Linked DNA regions of Zea mays: region 1 is linked to region 2. The links are chromatin contacts, called in public Hi-C maps. All regions are on one chromosome and are shown on one strand. Each heading gives the region's core, a stretch centred on a gene start, on an enhancer-like site or on the middle of the called end of the contact. The rest is flanking DNA. Distances are from core to core; before and after follow the strand shown.

The links. Hi-C and Micro-C count contacts between places; a contact is called where the count stands out from the background.
Region 1: a Hi-C map of tassel shows a contact between it and region 2, with 4 times the contacts expected there. The contact joins the promoter of LOC100273319 here to the promoter of LOC103642456 in region 2. A contact is called at or near these places in 3 of 25 Hi-C or Micro-C datasets (ear, tassel and an unstated tissue).

Annotation. Positions count from the first base shown.
Region 1 is chr1:195,233,907-195,241,074 of Zm-B73-REFERENCE-NAM-5.0, reverse strand. LOC100273319 (myosin heavy chain-related) reads right to left here and starts at 5,220. Exons shown (of 14, transcript NM_001147760.1): 1 at 5,006-5,220; 2 at 3,689-3,816; 3 at 3,559-3,630; 4 at 3,370-3,483; 5 at 2,991-3,059; 6 at 2,844-2,900; 7 at 723-776; 8 at 528-590; 9 at 371-433; 10 at 121-282. The coding sequence starts at 5,204.
Region 2 is chr1:194,967,062-194,974,410 of Zm-B73-REFERENCE-NAM-5.0, reverse strand. LOC103642456 (protein ROLLING AND ERECT LEAF 2) reads left to right here and starts at 5,994. Exons shown (of 6, transcript XM_020546612.3): 1 at 5,994-6,289.

The DNA.
Region 1 (7,168 bases), core at 3,971-6,470, 270 kb before region 2:
ACATAATCAAATAAATGAATATTAGCAACTGCATATGGATTACTATAATCAACACATTGCTGCCTTCCAAGTAGTGAATGGAACTGTATATATCCTTGAAACCGAAAATGCAGCAATTACCTGGTAGTAGGAATGAACAAACACTTTAACTTTGACAGCATGAGGTGTCACAGCATCCCTTGATGACTCGTAAAACTCTACTGATCTTGTTGATACCTTTTGTACATAAGGTTCTGCATTTTTCTTGAGGGCAACCAATTTCTGCTTAACAGGAATCCATTTCTTCAATCATAGACAGTAATAATGTCAGCCAACTGTCAGCCCAAGATAAAACAAAAGAAATTGAAGTATATGAACAGATGGGCATCACCATCTTAGCAGTCTCGATATGAGGTTCAGCCCATTTCTTTGCCTGTGCTGATTTTTCTGATGCCTGAAATATTAGATACACAGACATGTAAATGATCATTTTATTTGTGGGATGCAATTTTAAATTGGAAATAAAAGCTAGTAGTATGAAGAAGCACCTTATGCAAAAAATTCTGCACAGCAGGTTTCCCATGTTGATCCCAGTGACCTGAGACAACCTCCTACAAATGATGACGAATATAGCGATGAGAGAGCATGAGGATGGAAATTGCAGCGGTAAATATTTGTGGCCAGTGATGGGAGAGCATGAGAATGGAAATTGAAGTGATAAATATTTGTGGTTCCGCTCTTACCGCATAACAAGCATATTGTGCCATTAGCCAAGGTGGTAACCATGCTCCATGAACCTGCAAAAGGAAATTAAAATGAATAATAAATATGCTGTAGATGGAAACAAGCAAGAAAATACATCATCAAAAGACAAAAATTTGCTGTTCAAGGCAGTAAAACTACAATAAGTATACTCTGCTTAGCCTAGTCTGGGTAACCATTAGAAATTTGAACACATTAATGAAGTGCCAAGCAACAAATAGTGCAGCTCAAAGGTATGTACCTATTGTGGAACATAAAATTTATCGGAACTTCTCTAGAACTGGTGGCAGAAAATGGAAACACGCAACTGAAGGAAATCGATGCCTTAATAGATTACTGCAAATAACTTTTGGGAACCACAAGAATTGATGCGGATTGAAGTTATTTGTTCCTATACTACTTTATGATTGTTTTTAAACAGCGATAATAAAGAGTATAAAAGATGGAATAGATCAGTAGTAGTACAGGATTTTTCAACATGCTTTGTCTAGTAAAATGATTATGTGGAACATAAACAGACATGTTTGCACTCCAAACACCACACACAAGTATAGGAGAAACATGCATTGCAATGAAATTAATAAGTTCTTGTCATATTATAGGCTTGATACCGTTTAAATGATGTTATTACATTGCTGAAATTTAAGTACTATCGGGTATCGTATTTAGGGGTACCCAAATTATGCCCCTAAACACACTTAACACCTAACTACCACAAGACACATTCCCCGAGGTCAAGAAAGGATGGGCCACAATTCGCCCGAGACCCCGCTCGGCGGTCGCTCAAAACTCCGCCTCGCCCGAGCCTGTCCTTGGGCGAGGGCATCATTCGGGAAATCTTCGTCTCGCCCGACGACCCCTCTTCACGAAATGGCGGTTTCCACCTCGCCCAAGCTCGTCTCGGACAGGAGGACAACCCCGAGCCCAGCCCCAGCCAAAGGTCACGGGAACCGTGGAGACATGAGCATTTAATGTGAATACCTACCCCACATGATGCCGCAGTCAGACAGGGAGCGATGGGACCGCGGTCCCATCCACTTTCACCAACTACGATGACGCACGCCCGGGAATAATGGCCACTGATCCCCCACGTCAACTACTGTGCTCAAACAACTCTGGATGGGACGTGCGTGTGTCAGAGCATGGTCTCACCCTCGGAAGGAACTCCGCCTCGCCCAAAGTTGGCCTCGGCCTCGGAGAAAACTCTGCCTCGCCCGAGCTCGGCTTCGGCCAACCGCCCCGGCAACAACTCCCCGCAAATCCCGCAGGAGGCCACTCCGACAACTACACTAACCCCTCCTTGTACGACTGCATGCCCCGAGGCAGGATCGACCAAGGCCTCGAGAGGAACCTCCGTCTCGCCCGAGCCTGGCCTCGGCCTAGATAACATTGACCAAAGGACGCCACCAACTCCCCCACGAAGGCCGCTGACTACGGGATGGCTACAGGACCAACGTCAAGTCTGCTTTACGCCATATGATGAGAATTACCATGCGCTTTTCACTATACTTATCACTGTGTCAATAACTACGACTCGGACAGCACCTCCATCGGACAAGCTCGGGTACGCGTCCGAGCCCCAGATCCTGGCCTAGACTCTCTGCTCGATCAAGATGCAAATACAGGGACCAGACATCCTCCTCCTGGTTCAAGTCAATAGCTAGTACAAAGGCCATACCGGCTACAGGGGCTCAGACTCGTCTCCTCTCCCATACACGACAAACGGTGGCGCTCTTAGGAACCCTCCTTGAGGTTATAAAAAAGGAGTCCAGGGCTTCATTCGGGGGTGGGGAACACTTCACAGGTTTTCACCCTCCACGGCGATATTGGCACTCGCCTCAATCACCAAGGACTTGGGAACCTCTCACTCTCCCGACCGGCTTGTATCCCCTACTACAAGCACCTAGGTGCAATTAATATAAGTCTCATCCCCCCTCGGCTAGAAGTAGGGCCTTCTCTTGCCCGAACCAGGATAAAGACTTGTGTTTTCCTGCATCACCCATCTGGATCTAGGCACCCAGCACTAATTCACTAGTTGGTAGGATCCTCGGGTCAAAACACCGACAAGTACAACTAATGATAGTGACAGAATATATCCTTACCTCTGACAGCTGTTTTGATTTAGCAGTTACTTCTAACTGCAACCTCATTAATTCCTCCTACAATGTGAGCGAACAAATACGTAACAATATATACCACACAACAACCAGGACACAAGTGCATTAATAATAAACAAACTTATTGCAAACCTCAGCGACTTTAAGAGCACGTTCTGTCTTCTTGATTTTGCGTTTTTTCTCATCACTTTCCTTTTGGATCTAGCAAGGAAAAAATATAACACTAATGTAATCAAACATCTAAAATGTCAATTTGTTTGAATGGTTTTCCACCAAATGTCTCTAATAGAATTTAAAATTTCAATGGACTTCAGACTCTAGTATAGATATCTAATTTAATGATCTACTAGTGTCATAAGGATGTGTTGCAGGCTTGTATATAGCCAACTAGAGCAATGGAAGGCAGATGGCATATACACTTACAGTAGCACATGAAACTAAAAAGAAGTCGACCACCAGTTTTTTTTAAAAGAGGACACTCAACTATTCCAAGGACGGATTATGCACTTACTGTATTAAGCTTTTCATTCAGTACTTCCACCTTCTTCTCTGCATCGTTGGCCCTATACTCTAGTGCTGCTTTCTGGCTGCTTTGTGCTTCAATATCCTTTTTGATCTTGTCAACCTAAGCAGGAGAAAAATAAAATGAGAAATCACAAACATAGCTAGCACATTCCAAACACATTGCTAGCATGGTTACCTGCTTCTCAAGCTCAACAACCTTGGCATTGGCCTTGTTAGCCTGCTCCTCGGCAGCTACAGACCCTTTTGCCTGTACATGGATTAGCTGTTGTGTTTTAAGGCTAGCTGTTGTGTTTTAAATTGCATACCTGGAGGGAAGCAATCTCGTCCAGCATAGAGGTAATAGCCTTTGACTTCTCTTCAATGGCTTTCTCCAGGTTCATGATGGCATCATCCTTATTCTTCAGTTCTTGAGATCGCTCTTCTATGTCTGACTCTGTGGCATGAAAACAAACATAATGATGGCTCCCGAGGGATCTCGAAATTGGAATTAACTTGGTAGGCAGATATAGAATGACAAAGTGGCAAAGTAAAGCTTATGACAGAAATGAGATCATGATGAGAAGATATTATTTCCATGTCGTGGTACAGTTTGAGTTTATACTCTTCAGTAGTACAGGCATCTTCACAGCACTACGAATTTACTGTTTTGCTGCAATTAATATAGATAAGACTTTCCCAGGCTATTCAATTCAATAAAGATTACGAGCCAGTATGGTCTGTGTGAAGGGTAGTTGGTTGGAATTTTCAGTACACATCAATGAAGCAGGCCCTAAAAATTATGGCAGTGGTTCACCATCCATGGCAGAAGCACAAGAGCTGCAATTACACAATGGCCCACTGTATAAATGTACAGTGGTAGTAAGAGCAAGTATAATAGATGATTGTAAGCCGGCTAAATACTGACATGGAAGAGAGAGGAGGATAGAGTGTAGAAGTGGGCTACAAACTACCAGCCAGCTTTATAAAGGGAACCAAGAAATTTGAGAATTGAGAGACAAATGGACCATATATTAGTTGTAAAGGGCCAACCTTTATATATCGGCTACAAGATAAGCTGCAAAGATCCTTATAGTTGTAGCGGACAGTTAGCTATATTATTAAACCTGCTCTAAATGGGACCTTACGTGTAATTAGAGTAAAAACGGCAATCAGGAAACAAAGCTACTAGTAGTGGTGGGTGTGGTACGGTGTAAACAAACAACAGAGGACGCTGCTGTATTTTTCCCTAAGAAGGAGCAGTCCCCCCCCCCCCCCCCCCCCCCCCAAAAAAAAAAAAAACGAGTGAGTTATCCAATTCTGTTTCATCCCACGGTCGAAATCGGCAAGAGGGAACCAGATAAAATTCCGCAGCATCCCGAGCAAGTCGATGAATCGAGCACCGTCGCGCACGCACCGTCGCCATCCAGAAGCAAGCAGACGCTAAACCCCCACCAACCACCGCGAAGTCGCAGTCCTAAAGTCCGGAGCTCGCCGGGGCGGCGTCAATCCAGTGAAACAAAACACGAATTAACCTAGCCGCGCGGCACAGACTCGACGATCCCACCACCAACCCGTCCCAAGCCAAAACATCCCGAGTGTAAAAATTCAAGCGCGCCCCGTGGATTCAAGCCTTGGGCACTGACCTAGCGCCGAGATCTTCGCCCGGAGTTGCCCCAGCTCGGCCCTGAGCGCCGCGGTCTCCACCTCCCCGAGCGCCGCCTCCACCGCGCCGGCCACCGCGTCCGCCGCCAGCAGGGGCTCCTGCTCCTCGGCGGTCGCACCGGCGACGGCGATCAGCAGCGCCACCGCCATCGCCATCACAAGGGGCCTCGAGATCCCCATCCCCGCGAGCCCCTCGCCGACCACCACCTCCTCCTCGGCGAGGCTAATCCAATCCTTGGTTCCAACGACGCGCAGCACGCGGGGGGTGGGGGGTGGGGCGTGGGGGTTGGCGAACTTGTGCGCGCCCGCGCTCGTGTTTGTCGTTCGGAGACTCGCGCTCGGGCGCAGATCTTTTTTTCTACGACGCCGCGCTGGGGCGGAGGCACGTGGTCACGGGGCGGGGACGCACGTGGCGGAAAGCTATTGGGTACGCGTACGGGCATAGATTCACTGTGCCGTGGACCCGTGGGCGCCTCGAGCCCTCGACGCTGTCAGTGTCAGGTGGCGTGCCGTTATCGGCGACGACATTGAGGTGATTGTTTTCGTGGCAGTGACGATCGGGGACGGTGTCCTGGGCGGTCGATCCATCGGTTCCATGTATTCCGTGGAGAAAAGTACGATTATAAATTATACTTCCTTCGTTTCGATTTATATCAATTTATAGTTTGATTGACTCCTTTACCCTAAATTTAGCCGACTCATCCTATTCAAAACATTTTTTAATTAATATTATTTTTTACTATGATATCATTTAGATATAATATAATTTAAATATAGCTTTAAATTTTTATTTTTCGAAAAATAAATAAAACAGTAAAACGAGTCAATCAAACTTGATATAAAAAATCAAACGAATTATAATTTGGGACGAATGAAATATAAGACTGGTACAAGGATGATTAAATTAAAATTATTTCAAAAATTCAATAACTTGTTGAATCGCTCCACCATGGATAACATAAAAGGGGCCTTTAAAAAGATGATAAAGCAATTAAAATATCTCTACTACTTATTAAGGCGGTAAGGGTACCCTGTCGTTCTGCCTTTTTTCATTTCCTGTTTTGCCCCCATCCCTGTCCGGCAGTAAAAAATGAAATCTGTAAGAATTATAAATCGAACTCAAGACCTGCTACTAGATTAGAGACACAATATCCACCACACCACGTCTTATTTTGTTGTTATAGTAGAAGATATGAGAGTTATTAAAAGTAAGGTATGGCTGATGCCACACTAAGCCATAATGGCTCCTCCGTCGTTGCTGTCCGGCAAACCATCACATTCTGTGACGCGGGACGTCGACCAACTCCTGACTTGGGGCACTCCGGTCCCATGTGACAAAATCCCCCAATCCTATCGTGCAAGCCATCACACACTCCGGACGTTGGGCCCACATTGCAGACTACAGGCGCCCACGTGACAGTCACCCTTAGTTTTGCACACACCGGACCCACGTCTGCTCGTGCAAAAAGTTGCCTCAATTTGACACCGACAGGAGCATTTGACCACGATTGCTTTCTCTGAAGAAGGAAGGCTTATAAGCCGGTAGAAGCTATGTTGGCGGGCCAGTATGGTCATAAAAATGTGTAAGCCGTGACGACGACATAGGTCGTGTGGGCTGTGTTTCTTTGGTGCGGTCCAACGCTTCTTACCCTGACCCAACTTGGCTTTAGGGTCAGTCTCCTTTGCTTTCTCTGCCCAGCGAGCCCTCGCCCTCTAGCTCTTCCTGCTAGCGCCGTCTCCGTCCCGTGCTCTCCTGTTCATCATCGATCTTAGCCATCTCAGGAGCACCCGCTCACTCCCAGACGCCCGCGCAAAGGAATCCCCCACGATCTCCCTCCAAACTACCCACTCCCTCCACGATCTCCCCCTCTAGCTCATGATCCCTCCGCCCGCCCCCACCCCCGCCTGCCACGCCCACGGGCGCAACAAGCCAACAACCCACACTCGGCCTCGCTACCTCGATCTGTCGCCATAAATCCGCTACCTCCTCCTCGAGTCCTGCTTGATCGCCCCATGCTCGACCGGTCGATCGGACGGAAGGGCAACCCTGACCGTGACCACAGCGCGATGTGCGACGAGTGAGGGCGGTGGCGGGGGTTGCGACCAACGACGGAGAGCCACACAAAGAAGCTCGTCGGCGATGT
Region 2 (7,349 bases), core at 4,745-7,244:
TAGCACGAGGGCGTGTTCGGTTAGTCGGGATCGAAGGCAGGGACTGTTCCAGCTCAGCTTATCGAGTCTGTACAAATTAGCGAACCATTCCAACTCACTCCTGGATGGCCAAGTTAACTACAACGTGAGTTGTGAAACTCTCCTGCCCGCGCACGAGCGATTGCCAAAATTGATAAGAAGCAAAGAGGCTTCCTCTGGCTAGCTCAGCTCAGACGACTGGTGCCAAATGCCTCGTCCCTTGGTTCACTGTCTGCAGCCAGTGTCATCAGGGTGGTCTGGAAGTCAAAAATATCGAGGCTCAAAACACCTGCCTGCTGTTGTATATTATACACCTCGACGACTTCATCGTGGGCAACTTGGGTCGAGGGTCTTTACTTGCATGGCGAATCTAAGGGCGTGTTTGGTGTGGCGCCTAAGCCGCCACACAGCGCCACACTTTTAAGCCACATGTGTGGCGGGCGATTTGGGCGCCACACCTATGGCTTAAAAGTGTGGCACCGTGTGACGGCTTAGACGCCACACCAAACACGCCCTAAGGGGGCTCTCTAGGGAGATCACTGGAACATCTTAGGAAGGTGCTCCACCTCTACCGAGCCGTCATGACCTGCGTGGTGGGAGATGGCCGCAACACTGCCTTCTGCCTTGATGCTTGGCATGACAGCGAGAATTTTGCCACCCTCTACCTAACTATCTTTGCTCAAGCCATGGATGACTCTGTCACGGTATCTAATCTCCTCGAGAGGGGACTGGCTACTTCTTTGAATGGTCACCTGCCCTCCCACGTAGCCTTGAAGCTAGCCTCCCTCCAGAATGCTCATTATGCGGTTCATCTCAACACCTCTCCCGACGAGCGCCATTGCTTCGTTGTTGATTCCGTCGGGCGCTTACACACCAATAATCTCTACTCTTGGCTGTCTCCGGGGGCTTCATGAAGACTCACCCACCCCTGGCTTCGTCTGGAATAGCAGTGTCCCCTGAGATCAAATTCTTTCTTTTGTTTGGCCTTGAGAGATAAACTTCATACTCGGAGGAACCTACTGAGGAAAGGCACCATCTGGATGACTCATGTGGGATATGCTCCACCGGTCGGGAAACGACGTCGCATATCCTCCCGCACTGCCCCATCACTCGTGATTTCTAGCACGCTGTGGGGATCTAGATCAACGAGAACCTCAACTACTTCAATCTACACCACCGCCCTCGACCTTGCGACCTTCTCCCAAATTACTTCCCCACATTCGTTGTGCTCTACTGCTGACACTTGTGAAAGAGGCGTAACAACTATATCTTCAGGCAGGAGTCTCCTCCCTAACTGTAACCCTCTGTGGGCTTGTAGACTGAAAACTATTGAATCCAATCAAACTCTTGCTTGGCATGGATGACTCTCCCTCACCCTCTCACGATTATAATCTCTTTGTCCTTTTTAGGGTAGTGTTCCCAGGCTTCAAAAGCTAAATATATTAGGTAAGGTTTTTGCTCCCCCCTCGTTCAAGAAAAATAAAAATACCCAGAATTTTTACTGAATGATTGGTTTGTTCAGTAGAGGAAGATCAGGTTCGATCCCAATGAAACGGAAGGGGACATAGATCATCGTTTGCCCCCCTAACAAATCACTGTCTGTCCAAACAAAGATGATCGGCATGAAGAGCTGGTGGGTTCTCATCCAAAGGGGCTAAAGTTTTGCCACAACCACAAGTCTGCGTGCTATGGGATCGAGAGCACGAAGCAGCTGAGCTCGGGATAAAGGCATGGGCAAAAGGTGTGTAGAACAATAAAAAAAATGAAGAGCATGCACGAATCTTTCAATGTCTTTTGCTTTTATCGTCTCAGAGAGAGAGAGAGAGAGAGAGAGAGAGGCGGAGGTTAACAAACCATGCTTTATCTTTTTTGAAAATTCTCACGCATGCCCCCTCTCCGTCCATACAAGAGTACAAGACGTCCTTTTCAGACCTGCTTTGTACAGCCTCTTAGCCAGGGGTGACAATATGCTCTCAATTTTACACTATAAGATTTAAAGATGATATGTATTACAATCGGATCCTATTTCTTTTCATTTTTTATTAAAATTTATTTTAAGCTCTAACATTTTGTGAATAAGCATTTGGATCGTAATCTATTACCACCCCTAGTCATAGCTAGCTCGTCTTCCTTGCCAAAAAACGCTCAGCATAATCTACCCCATTTGCTCTGTTCGAATAAACCGGCCCGTTCGGAGGATCGAGTGAGTTTAAGTCCACATCAGATAAAAAATGTTCATAATTTTTTCTAATTATTTTCAGTCAATGCGGTATAGAAATAATCAAAAAAGGTTTAATTAGGTAGACATTTTAAGGACGCTGACTTTGTAGATCCTGTTCATCGAAGACCTCTAAAACTAGGGAGCCTCCTCTAGGCTCCAGCAAATAGCCCAGCCAAAACACGCTAAAGCCTTGTACAGTTATTTTTATTTGTTTAGGATTTAAACCAACTCAATCCATTTAGATTAAGAGTCAAACGAATAAGCCCAAAAAGGCGTCTTCTTTCTGGCGTCTGCTTAGACCGTGTCCAACAGGTCACCTAAAACACTATTTTGTACTGTATATTGTATCATTTGTAGAGTGTAGATTAAATATGAGTATGAGTCAGTGGTGGACCCAGCAAGGGGGCAACCGGGCGAGCCCTCGCCCCCTACGCGCTGCTAGTTCTACGTATCAAGTAACAAAATATTTAGAAGCCTTGATGAGTAATTGTATTTTAAGATATGACCGGTACGTATAAAATTAACTTGTTGTGACTGACTGCTTTGCGCAGACCTTGGACACGTCTGCGCACAAAGAACATGAGATTGTGAACCCTCTTGCTCCAGCCTCCAGGTTAATCCAAGCCTACACCCACTCAGTGCAGCAAGGGCATCTGACGAACCTTCGTCAGAATTTGAGCAGTGCCTTAAAAAGATCGAGCCGGGCATCTATTGTCCCAATCCTTTTTTCGTGGTCTTTTGCTTGCAATTGCATCCATCTCTCAGGCTCGGTGCTTGTGCCCTTTGTGGGGTACTACCGTACTAGCTAGGCCACATAGCTTGAGCAAGCTGCATACATAGTGGCTCGGTAAGATTCACTATAGATGTCTAAACGGATGGACCTCTCGGTAAGCCGTAAACTGTCACGGTTTTGGTTTGGCATGAACACGACTCGACATGACTACGGGGTCATGTTTGGTCTAAGATGCGGCACGGTGGGCTCAACCTGACCTAACCAGTTTTTATATTTTCTTATTTTTGTTAATATAATCATCTATATTACATATGATTATAAAAGGTACAAAACATAAAAATACATGTGTCTTGTTGGTTAAGTGGATGTAGATAAACTTTTTATTTAAAACTAACAACCATGGTTAATATCCCTATTTTTACACATTTTAGCATTTTTTGCTATTTAAACATGACGGTCTAGTATAGGTCTCTCGTCCACAAACTGGCTTGACATGATAAACATGCCAACGAGACGTGCCTAGGTCTCGTTCATGGGCCTGTAGGCCAGTACGACACGACCCGTGAATGAAACTGGGTCAGGTCGGACGACCTGATTGAACATCTATAGCTCCAAGGCATATCCACTCAAGAAATAAATTCGTCTTTTGGTGTGAAGGAAAAGGTTTTCGTTTGTTTTGATTTTCAAAAGGTTCTTCTCTTTTTTTCACGCGCGCTCTCTCTCTCTGCGTTTTAAAAAGCGTTTCTTGGTGTAACTAAGGTCTTCCTTTGGAAGGAATCTAGTTTTTAGGAAACTGATTTTTATCTTTTAGCTAGGAAATATTAGCTTATTGGTTTTTAAAAAACTGACAATCTAATTTTTATAAAATAAAATATAAACTGATATATTTGGAACCATCTTAATTTCTATAAACTATTTTTTAAAAACTGGGTACTTGCAAACAAGAACTTGCTTGATTGTCCCCCTGACCGTCCCCCGGAGCACATGAGAATGAGATCTTTGTGAAGCGTCTAGCGCGACATGCATGAAGGTCACGCATAACGGGCCGGCTGACGGCCAAACTGAATTCAGAAAACCGTGAAAAAAAACAAAAAACCGAGCTGAAAATGAATCGAAAAGGCATCTGTTTTGGACGCGAAGGATAGGGGGTGAAGTGAAGCTTCCTGGCGTGGGAGATTTCTCCTTCTCTGGTGAGGTCGAATGCCATGGACCCAAAAAGAAAAGAAAAAACAGTTTGGTAAGCAGCATGCCAAAGTTTTCAGAACCCTGTTTTTTGGACTCTCCGAACGGTCCAAGTTTTCGCCACACCTCATCTTCTTATCATCTAGCGTAGGAAACTTTGTCGCATACACATGCGCACGTGCCACGTAATAAATCATCGCGGACCAACGAGAAAGGAAAGAGATTTTTTAATCTAACGAACACAAGAATGCTCCTTTGCAGAGAGAGAGAGAGTCAGGTAGAGAAAAAAAAAACCCTTAGAGCTAGTTTGAGAACTCATTTTTCTAAGAAATTCTTATTTTTCTAAAAAAACTAATTTCTCTTAGAAAAAATAAAAATTTCTTGAAAAAATAGTATTTCCAAATTAGCCCTTACAGGGATAAAAAATTATCAACAAATAAACATGTTGTAAAAGTAGTTTCATTCCTTATGCAAAGCCACAATTTGGATCCATTGGGATGGCAACGAGCCCTATCTCTAATTTTCTATGGGGAATCCATCCATTAGAAGATGACTATGTGAAAGTTTCTTGGGGATGCAAATGGAGAAAAACTCCCCCCCCCCCCCCCTGATAGGTAAACGGGGACGGGGAAGCATTTCCATCCCTGTTCTCGCGGGACCAGTTAAACTTATATGTGACGATATTTCTACGTAATAATTGTTGATAAAACTAAATATTATCTTATCAAGAGACCATTTATTATACAAATGTATTCATTTTGATGTACATATAAAGTTTTCTTACATTTGACAATGTGTATAAGTGACAACGGTGTGCATTAATAACAAAGAAAGTATGTCCTAATTATAATTTAAGTGGTTATGGGATTCCCGTCACAGATTTATTCCCGCGGTGAACGGAGATGAGGAAGAAATATCTCCCGCAAACGTTCACGAGAATATCCACGGGAAAAAATTTCATCGTGTGACGATGATGGGGGCTATTTCTCGATGAGGCCCTACTGTCATCCTTGTAATCCATATAGCATAAAAAACTAACTAATGCTGATCTTTTGAAGAAATAAATTAACTAATGCCGGTTCCGGTTTACCTACGCCGTCGCCGCTAACGTCTTAACCACAGAACACTACAAATTTGAGCTCCAGCTAACAAGGCAGCTAACGTCTTACCTACTAATTAGCTAATAATTACCTATTTTTTCTCTCGTCAAGGCGACTAATAGCTAGTTAGGCGGATTCAAACGGGTCTTAAGTTGCTTGGAATGTGCTTCATCCTTCATAGACCAATTTCCATGAAGAAAAAAAATGTATATGCTAGTACTAAGAAAGAAAATGGGCCTGTTTGGTTCAGCTTTTTTCTGATCAGCTTTTCTGAAAATCTAGCTGTGGGGAGAATCTGGCTGTGAGGAGAATCTGAGTATCATTACGATTACGTGTGGAGGAAGATAAAGTTGTTCATAGGGCTCAGGATCTAGAAAGTGACGGATTACTACTATCACAACGACTCAACTGATTATGTGTTTATGTTGATTTTGGATGGTTTTTGCCCCAACGAATTTTATAGAAGCTGTCTGAAAAGCTGAGCGTTTGGCAGTCCGCAGCAGCTTTTGGTGACCAGAAGCTGCCAGAAGCCGAAACAAACAGGCCCAATGTAGGCCCATGACGCCTGAAACATTTGCAGAGAGAAAATCATTGGTGAAAGGACGAAAAAGAAAATAACGAGTGAGGTATTATTGGGAAGAAAAATACTACTAGTAACAAAGAAATGTGGGGCCACGCCTGAATTCAGTTTCGCATAGCATCTGGCTGGCCTACCCTCCAGTAGCGTCTGCTTTCACACACACATCTCTCTCTCTCACACACACACACTCTCTCTCTTCTCTCAACTCCCTCCCTCTCTCATCGCCGGTGATTTCTCCTCCCGTCATTTTGACCGTTGTAGCCTCTCTCTCTCTCTCTACTTCGTTTCCCTGCTATGCCACTCCAATCCACTCCACACACTCTCTCTCTCTCTCCCACCTCTGCAGACTGCAGTTGCACAAAGACTCCGTCTTGTTCACACTTCACACACTCAGCAGCAGCAGCAGCAGCCTCCTGGAAAAGAGAAGGCCGTCTCCCTCACTCCCTCTCTCTCAGGTATACTACCTCCGATTCTTATTCTAATGCGAAAATGCACACACGCATCGCACCTTTCGTTCTGTTAAATTAATGCTCGCAATCGATGCGGCCGGGGCGACAAATCTGTGGAACGCCAAAGCGGGTAGAGAGAGAGAGAGAGAGAGGCGGGAGGAATGGGTTCGTTCTTGTAGAGGAGCTAGCTGCTCCCGATCTTTAAGAATTGCGCGCGTCCTTTTCAGCGCTTCAAGAACGTGTGCGCCGTCCGTCCCTTCCCTGGTTCCTCTTCTCTCGGTAGTCGGTACGCCCGCCCTCCCCTCTGTTTCATCCTCCGTTCGACCGTTCCTCGTCGCCTTTGCTTCCTTGGCACTTCACAATCATGCCCGCCTCTGCCTGTTCCTGCTCACTCGGCCTCCCTTCTCCCCTTTCCTCTCTTACATTGTGCCTGTCGCCGTTCGGTCTTTGATTTGGCAATTGGCGAGAGGGGGGGTTGTTCACGGCTACATTTTTCTCTCTTTCCCCCCCCCCCCCCCCCCCCCCCCCCCCCCCCCCCCCCCCCCGTCTTTCTCCTGTTTTTTTCCCTCGCGTCTCCTTCACCAGCTGGTCCCTCGTCGTGCCTACCTTTGGTGTTCGTCAGGAATGCGCTGTGGGTTTTCGGATTATTGTGGGATCAGACCTTTCAATAAATCGATTTCAGCTCTCCCTGCTTCAGCATGGACTGTGTGATGCGTTAAGAGTAAGACAGACATGCGTGCACTTGCACTTTCATTCTCAGCTGAGTTCACGGTTCCACCTCGCGGCATACAACGGCCCTTCTCTGATGATCCGATCTGTTAAAAGATCGAGATTTTCAGCGCGAACAGGAGTTTCGTAGAACTTCCCGCTCCACCCCCATTTTTCTTCTCAGACTATCAAGAGAAACTGAACCCGCTTTGGATTCCTAGCAGTTCCCTTTCTCTGAATCAGTTTCGTTCCTGAGCTACAAAGAGCCCGTGACCTCTCTCTCTCTCTCTCTCTCTCAGTGTGCAAAGAGACAAAGTTGTTATTAGCTATAAATTACCACCAGAATTTGGGGCTTTAC